2 separate regions of the Rattus norvegicus genome follow, and region 2 is linked to region 1. The links are chromatin contacts, called in public Hi-C maps. All regions are on one chromosome and are shown on one strand. The core of a region is the stretch at or near the end of the contact, and the rest is flanking DNA. Distances in the headings are between cores, read along the strand shown. Region 1 holds the start of Zfp354a (zinc finger protein 354A). Region 2 overlaps Col23a1 (collagen type XXIII alpha 1 chain).

Evidence for each region. Hi-C and Micro-C count contacts between places; a contact is called where the count stands out from the background.
Region 2: a Hi-C map of the A7r5 cell line shows a contact between it and region 1, with 4 times the contacts expected there. The contact joins the enhancer-like site here to the promoter of Zfp354a in region 1. A contact is called at or near these places in 6 of 12 Hi-C or Micro-C datasets (the A7r5 cell line, frontal cortex, hepatocytes and 3 more).

The regions. Positions count from the first base shown.
Region 1 is chr10:35,895,214-35,899,097 of GRCr8, forward strand. It overlaps Zfp354a (zinc finger protein 354A), which reads left to right and starts at 2,050. Exons shown (of 5, transcript NM_052798.3): 1 at 2,050-2,177; 2 at 2,809-2,891; 3 at 3,618-3,744. The coding sequence starts at 2,859. It overlaps LOC134480783 (a long non-coding RNA gene), which reads left to right. Exons shown (of 4, transcript XR_010055602.1): 4 at 163-574.
Region 2 is chr10:36,294,530-36,298,413 of GRCr8, forward strand. The region is part of intron 5 of Col23a1 (collagen type XXIII alpha 1 chain); the gene reads left to right. The region is part of intron 1 of LOC134480786 (a long non-coding RNA gene); the gene reads right to left. Among named protein-coding and RNA genes, the nearest start is that of Phykpl, 44 kb to the right of the region's middle. Within about 2 kb of position 2,027, at least 2 of the 93 cell types and tissues checked have an H3K27ac peak or open chromatin away from gene starts, as enhancers often do.

The sequences.
Region 1 (3,884 bases), core at 800-3,299:
TTCCTCCACTCTCCCACGGGGTGTAGGTTCCATTTTTCTCTTTCCCTCCCAAGAGAAAAGCCTCAGTTGAGTATCTTTTCCTAGTTTCTGGATGGGGAGGTGGGGGGGGGGTTTGGGCGGTATGTGGGAGGAGCTTGTTGGGGATTTGATTTGTGCTTACAGGGGAATTTCAATGCCAGATGTGGGTCCCTGCCAACAGTTGCCCTGCCAATGGCTGGGCAGTGGGACAGAGACGGGACTTTGAGGATTCCTGAAGAGGAAACACAGGACCCAGAGAAGGAGAGTCACCAACACAACAACAGAGCTGTGGAAGACAGAGAACCAACCATGTAAGAATCAAGGAAAAGCAGCCCCAGGGGCCACTCCCTCAATTAGGTCTGGGATAGCAGAGATAAAGTATAGATTCATCAGAGGGGACAGTGTGGTGGCCACGGGAAGCTTTGGAAGTGGCCCAACCATCCATTGAGGCATCCCTTCCCCCTGAGGAACCAGCCACATGATGGTATAATATAGAGGCATGGGGAGGGGAGTCAAGAGGTTAGTAGAGACAGAGGGAGAGAGAGAGAGAGAGAGAGAGAGAGAGAGAGAGAGAGAGAAGTAAAGAAGTGGGGGCCAGCCATTAGCATGTGAAGAGAGAGGGGGGAAGGGAGAAGGGAAGGGAGTGGGGAGAGAGCAGAAGCAGGAGGGCAAGAGCAAGAGAGAGAAGGAGGCAAGAAGCCCCTTTTATAGTGAGTCAGGCATACCTGGCTGTAGCCAGGTAACTGTAGGGCGGAGCTTAGACAAAATACTTACAAGGTGAGGTCTTTAAACTTGTAAACCATGACCCCAAATTAGCCCTTCATTTAGACGGGCAAGCTATTCTTCTCAAGTGCATGTCACAGACACAAAAACACGACTACCACAGTTCCTCCTCTCCTGAGTTGTTGCCTCAAACCTGCTTCATTCTCCTTCCAGCCCGTCCTTCACTTTACCCTGCTTTTGCTATTTTTCTCATTACACGTATCCTCTAGAACCCTATCTCATTATGTTCATGGCTTATTGTCTGGTTCTTGCCCTTTACTAAAAAGTACTACGGGATAATGGTGTTTGTTTTATTCACAGACTTTTTTCAAATGATTTATAATAGGGCCCGGCACATGACTGTTAGAGCACAGACTCCAGCTGTCTTTCTCTTGTACTCTGAAAAGTCAGACCACGTAGTCCTGCAGTCTCACCCTCTTTGGACTGAGAGTTGATACTAGCATCTACCATGACATGAAAAGGCTCCGCAGAGTTGAGTTATCTCTCTTCCTCTCTCAGCTGCCACCCCAGCTCCAACAGATACCCCAAACAACCCTGACTTATAACTTAGCTTGCATCTAGTGCCTTTCTGCCTTTTCCTGTGACTCCCAACACACAGGTTATGTCATATGGCGTGAAACACTTGCTTCCCCAAACTTGTAAGAATAAGGAAATCCCGTCCTTGGGAACTGAACGGTCTTTGATAAGCTTTGCACATCAGATCTCCATCATGGCTGCCTTCGTCCTGATTCTAGTACTGCCCCCACTGTTGTTGTTTATTTGCAGGAAAAGAAGTTTAAAGACATTTATTGTTTGTGTATATGAAATGAGTGTGTATGAGCATGGAATGTATGCACTGACCTGAGATGCCAGAAGGGGATGTTGGAACCCAGGCGCTGCAGTTACAGGCCATTGTGAGCAACCTGATATGGGTAGTGGGGATTGAACCTAAGTCCTCAGCAAGAACAGTAAGGATTCTTAACCGCTGAGCACTTCTTCAGTCCTACTAATACCTCATAATAAAGCTCTTCTGAAGGGCACTTCGTGTCAGCTTCCTTTCCACGAACCTGCGACATCGTTTATTATTTACCTACCAAGCAGGTGTTCAGTTACTAGTGTCCACTCTCAGCTTCCAAGCAATCTGTGCATAAGAAGAGTCCCAGACAAACCGAAGAACTTCAAATCCCAGAATCCCTGGGTCTCAGAGTGGACTACATTTCCCAGAGGCCTCCTCAGTCATTACCCTCGAACCTCAAGTTCTGAGCCCCCGTGAGCCTTCGCGGATCATAGGGAGTCTGTGGCACCGCTAGAGACTCGGGGCCAAGGTCCTAAGACAGACTTCTCACAGGCGCGGAGGTTCAGAGCGTATGTGAGGTGCGGCGGGAGCCGGGGAAAAGGTGAGTGAAGGCTGGGTTCAGCTCAGAGGCCTCCTGCCAGTCCCCCTCCCCTGAGTGCGCGCTCCCAGTGGCCTCGGCCCTGGACTGCAAGTGACCTGCTCCCCACTGCCTGGGCAGCGCCAACCCAGGCTGTTTTCCGTGCAGCCCTCTTGTCCTGGGCTACTGGTCCCTTTTCTAATTTTTTTTTTTTCTGGAAGTTTATCCCTTGGCAGCAGCGGTGCAGTTGGGTGGCCAACGTGTAGGGGAGGAAGAACACTGTCCCTGCCCTGGATCAGATCCGAGAGGGTGAAACCGGATGCCCTCCCACTGTGGCCGCACTCCAGCTTGAATTTCCTATCTGAAGGGGCCGGAAAGTCCCAGCTGAGATGTTGTGAACAGTCTAAGGGTGTTCACTTTGGGGACTCAGTGAGTCCCCCTCTGTTATGGAGTACAGTGTCTCTTGAATCTTACTTCTGGAAATCCACGGACAAGAAGACTGGTGACCTGTCGATTTTGTGATGCCCACCCCTGGCTCCTGGTTCCCTCTCTAGAGGCAGAAGAGCCAGGCGCAGCTAATGGGACGCTTTCGGAGATGCTGCGTCTGACAGGTGCGAAGCAACATGTGCAACTCCTTTCTTCTTCCTCCCCTCAGATCCTCCTCCATCTTCACCCATCTTTAGAGGAAGAGCCTACAGAAAGAAGATGGCTCCTGAGCAAAGAGAAGGGGCCTCTCAGGTAAGCGGCTTGCCATTTCGCTTCTTAACAGAAGGAGGGGCTTTTGTTTGGTTTCCCTTCTGACAGTTATCCACACAGTTCAGCCTTCCCTAGGATTCAGAGCCCATGCTCTCCTTGGAGGAATTGGTTCTCTCCCCACGGGTGGTGGATTCTGTGTGTTCACAGTTCTAGTCTTCTGTATTTCTTGATAGACAGGCTGTCATTGTCTGGTGCCTACAATCTGGTGTGTGCCTACAAATTTCACAAGTAACATACCAAGTGCCCTGGGACAGAACACACATATAGACTTGAGAAAATTCCCTTTTCCCCCCCGTCCCTGCCTTCCTCACTCGTCTGCGTTTCTTTCTCTGCCCTTACCAAGATTGATTTTTATTTTCTCTTCTTGACAATCCCTACGTTGCTCACCAAGCCTTCTTCAGCCTATGGTGGTTGATTATTTTTCCATTTTACTTTATGGGTCTTATGTTTTGCTTGTTCAATTCCATTGAAGTTTTGTTTGTCATTATGCATGTATGTGTGTGTGTGTGTGTGATGTGTGCATACAAGTGTATATGTGTATACATGTGTCATGTGTTCGGATGGCCGCATCTGTGTGTGAGAATGTACATCTGCACATGGCTGTCGAAGCCTGAGGCTATAGGGTGACTTCTCCCACGGCTTCCCAGATCTTCTATGTTGAGTCAGAGTCTCTACCTCAAAGCTCATCGAGTCATCTGTCCCTCACAGGTGTCAGTGACATTTGAAGATGTGGCTGTGCTCTTTACTCGGGACGAGTGGAAGAAGCTGGATCTGTCTCAGAGAAGCCTGTACCGTGAGGTGATGCTGGAGAATTACAGCAACCTGGCCTCCATGGGTAAGTGTTCCCTGTGGGCATAGATTCAGAAATGAGATCTCAGTGACTTCTTCCCTGAATGAAGATTTCGTTGTGAAATGTTAGCAGAGTTTTGCCTTCAGGTCTCACAAATGTGTCCTTCTGAGTGAGTGTTGACACGT
Region 2 (3,884 bases), core at 777-3,276, 400 kb after region 1:
CTTCCTAGGTAAGCGCTCTACCACTGAGCTAAATCCCCAGCCCGAATCCCTGGTCTTTCTGCACTAGGATTACGGACATTTGCCACTGAGCCTGCCAGTGTGTGTGTGTGTGTGTGTGTGTGTGTGTGTGTGTGTGTGTGTGTGTGTGTGTGTGGCAGTACTAGATATTGAAAATAGATTTTAATTGCACAGTAGGCGGTCTTCCACCGAGCTCTACCTCCAGCCTCCGGAAGCACTCCTGATGACCAGCATTTTAAATAATGTTTTTCTCCCACCACATATTTTTAAAGTCTCCTGGCTTCAGGGCAGAGGCAGAAGGAAAGTCGAGTCTCACCAGAAGTCTACAGTAGTTTATTGACAAAGATAGAATTGAAAACTGAGATAGCTGCCAGGGAATGAGGCTCAGCCTGGGTACAAGCCTTCTGTTAGGATCTGGGGCCTGCTCTATGGCTCAGCAGCTAAAGGTGCTTGCCACAAAGCCTGACCACTGAGTTCAGTCTCCTGGACCCCTATGGTGGAAGGAGAAAACTGACTCCTGGGAGTTGTCCCCTGATCTTCAAGTAATTACCTCAGCACTCTCTCCCACACAACACACAATAAATAAACACAATAAAATGTTTTAATGAGGAGTCAGAGCTTCACAGGGCACGAGGCAGGCCCCACTGGAATCAGAAACCTTCACTCAGGCATCTCCCAGGACTGAACACCACCCACAGGCTCTGTCTGGTTAAACTCATTGTACCCAGGGAGGCAGGACCTGCAAAGCCTCCAACATCAGTCATGGGGAATCGACAGCTGAGGTCCCAAAGGACAGAGTAAGCTCGGGGCTGAAATGTGGTCTTCGAGACAAGGCCCCAGCCTGGGACCAATTTCCAAGTGAATAACTCAATTGGACTGTTTGGAATTAATCAGGCGAACAAAAAAAAAAAATAAAACCATGAACACCACACACTCATATGCTTCCTTACACTCTTCCAGTTCAAAAACAGCTTTGATTGTAAAAATGTAATTAGTTAAATGATTCATCTGTAATACCCCCCAAATTCATGTGCTTTCTTAAAGTCTAACATCCCCTGGCTCATTCCCATCTGACCCCTGCAGGGCGGCTCCCAGCCCCCAAGATGCTGGGCAGAGGGAGGAGGGGTGAACACCCACTTCCTGAGTCCCCCATAATAGTCCCCAGATTGGAACCTCAAAGACAGAGCCAGCTGGGCTTGCAGAAGAGGGCCTCCATACAGGCTTCCTCCCCAGCCTTCTGCCCCGAGGTGGAACAAAACAGGTACTTCTGGAGTCCTGCCATTGTCCGGGTCTGGATCTTCCTTCCTCAGTTTCCCATAATGTCCCATGTGAGGCAGCCAAGGAAAGGGAGATGACCACAGGCATTGGGGGTACGGGGGGGGCTTTAGATCCTTTACTCAGGTCCAGAGCTGCACACCCACTCTCACTTCTGTATCTCGGGCACAGGGGTCTCCTGCCCATAGATCACTCTAGAAGAGGAAAACAGTACCACGAGAGGCCAGCAGAAGAGGGTGGGCCATGTGCTTGCTGGTTGCCAGTAACCAATCTTAGAACGGTACCTGCAGACTGGCCACTGACCGGCACCTCTCCTCATTTCCCCACACACAGCCTACTGCATGGAGGAGCTGTTCACAGACATGACCTGAACCATGAACCCTGAAAAGACTGGAGAGAAGACAGTACTGGGGTAGAAAACTGTTCCTGCAGCCCCCATGACTAGACAAAGAATGAGTTTTGGTTCCCCATAGACTGTGAGACCTCAGGCATATGTCACCCCTCAGAGATAGTCTGTTCCTTGCATTCCCAGTAGCAATTGGGAGATCCAAGTGGATGACTCCTGGGAACTCCAGGGCTGGACACTCAAACCGGGTTCAATGAATGACAGTTCCTGTCGCTATATAATCACTTAGTCCAGCAGGGGGAGCCCTTAAGGCTATAGCAAGCTTGGCTTGGGTGAGCATCCAAAGTACAGAGCCTCTCCGGCTGTGACACTGGGGCAGGAGCTGGCTTTGACTAGTAGACAACAGATCAAGGGCGCCCCCTAGTGCTCATAGCGCAGACACCCATGCTGGTTGGGAAATTGGACCTTCATGGAATCACTGTCATGTGTAAACATTGTTCAACAAATGTTTATTCTCAGCTCACAGCAGTTTGCCATTCCACATGTAGTAGCAAGAAATAAATCCAGGGGTCCTAACCTCCTAGAAGCCTCTGACTAATCCACAGAAAGATCCACGAGTCACCTGAACTCCAGCCTCACCGTAGGCTGTGGTCAGCGTCAAGAGGGTTTAGTAGCTGTGAGCGTCTGTAAACCCACATCAGACGGGGATCAGGGCTGCTACCTCAGGAAAGTATGACATAAGGACAAAAAAAAATGAAGTAGGGGGCTGGGAATGTAGCTCACTCTGTAGCCTGTTTGCCTAATAGACACAAGGCCTTGGGTTCAATGGCGATCCTTCCTAAATCACACACACACACACACACACACACACACACACACACACACACACACACACACAAAACAGGCATGAAAGCCAGGCAGTGGTAGCACATGCCTTTAATCCCAATACTTGGAAGACAGATCTCTGAGTTCAAGGCCAACCTGGTCTACAAAGCAAGTTCCCGGACACTTAGGGTTACACAGAGAAATCATGTCTCAGAAAAAGAGAAAAAATAAACAATCAAACAAACAAAAAAACAGGCACGATGGTACTCACCTAAGCTATATGAAACCCTTCCTCAAAACACCTTTAACTAGCGATAACTAGCAAACACCTTTCATTTCAGCTGTAAACAGGCAGATCTCTGAGTCTGAAGCCAGCCTGGTCTACACAGTGAGTCTTAGACCAGCCAGGACTGAGACCCTGTCTCAAAGAAAAAGGAAAGCCAAAACAAAGCAAAAGCCAGATGGGTGCTGACAAAAGGGAGATACAGGAGCCTCCAGCCCCACCCCACCCCCAGACAGAGCCAGGCTGATAAGGAGCAATCGGTAGAGGCAGCTAGCCTCACTAAGGAGCCAACTGCTTCCGTCCTCTGATGTCCAAGTCCCAGGAGAGCCATCCTGCCCATTCCACTTCCCTATCCCAAAGGACATGGGCATCCAAGGAAAACTGGGCAGCTTGTTCTTGAGTCTAAGGGCAGGGGCATAGCCAGCATGCCATCCCACCCCTGTCTGTTCAGGGATGGAAGATAGAGGAGGTTGGTCTGGGAGGAAGGCGAGCTGTGCTCAGGGGAACGGAAGGACCAGAGAGACAGTTCAGCTCCTGAAACCTGAGCTCACAAGCTCACTGGCGCCCCATAAGCATCACCTAGTAAAGAAAATAATATAATAATATAAATATATATAAATTACGTATCATAAGACCGTAACAGTTATATTTGCATATGATTAATATATTTATATATTTATTTTAATTTATAATTTAATTAAATTTAATTCACTTATATATTTGTTTTTATTAATTATACATAATTAGCATACATAAGAATATAATATAAGGGTTGGAGAGATAGCTCGGCGGTTAAGAGCACTGACTGCTCTTCCAGAGGTCCTGAGTTCAAATCTCAACAACCACATGGTGGCTCACAACCATCTGTAATGGGATCTCATGCCCTCTTCTGGTGTGTCTGAAGACAGCTACAGTGTACTTATATATAAGATAGAAAAGAAAGAAAGAAAGAGAGAGAGAGAGAGAGAGACAAAGAAAGAAAGAAAGAAAGAAAGAAAGAAAGAAAGAAAGAAAGAAAGAGAGAGAGAGAGAAACTGGCAGCAGAAAAGTGTACAGAACTGGGGCTTGGGCTAGATGGACTGGGTGTGTCTAAATGAAGTCTTGCACATCAGTCCATGCAGGGCAATCCTCACAGCA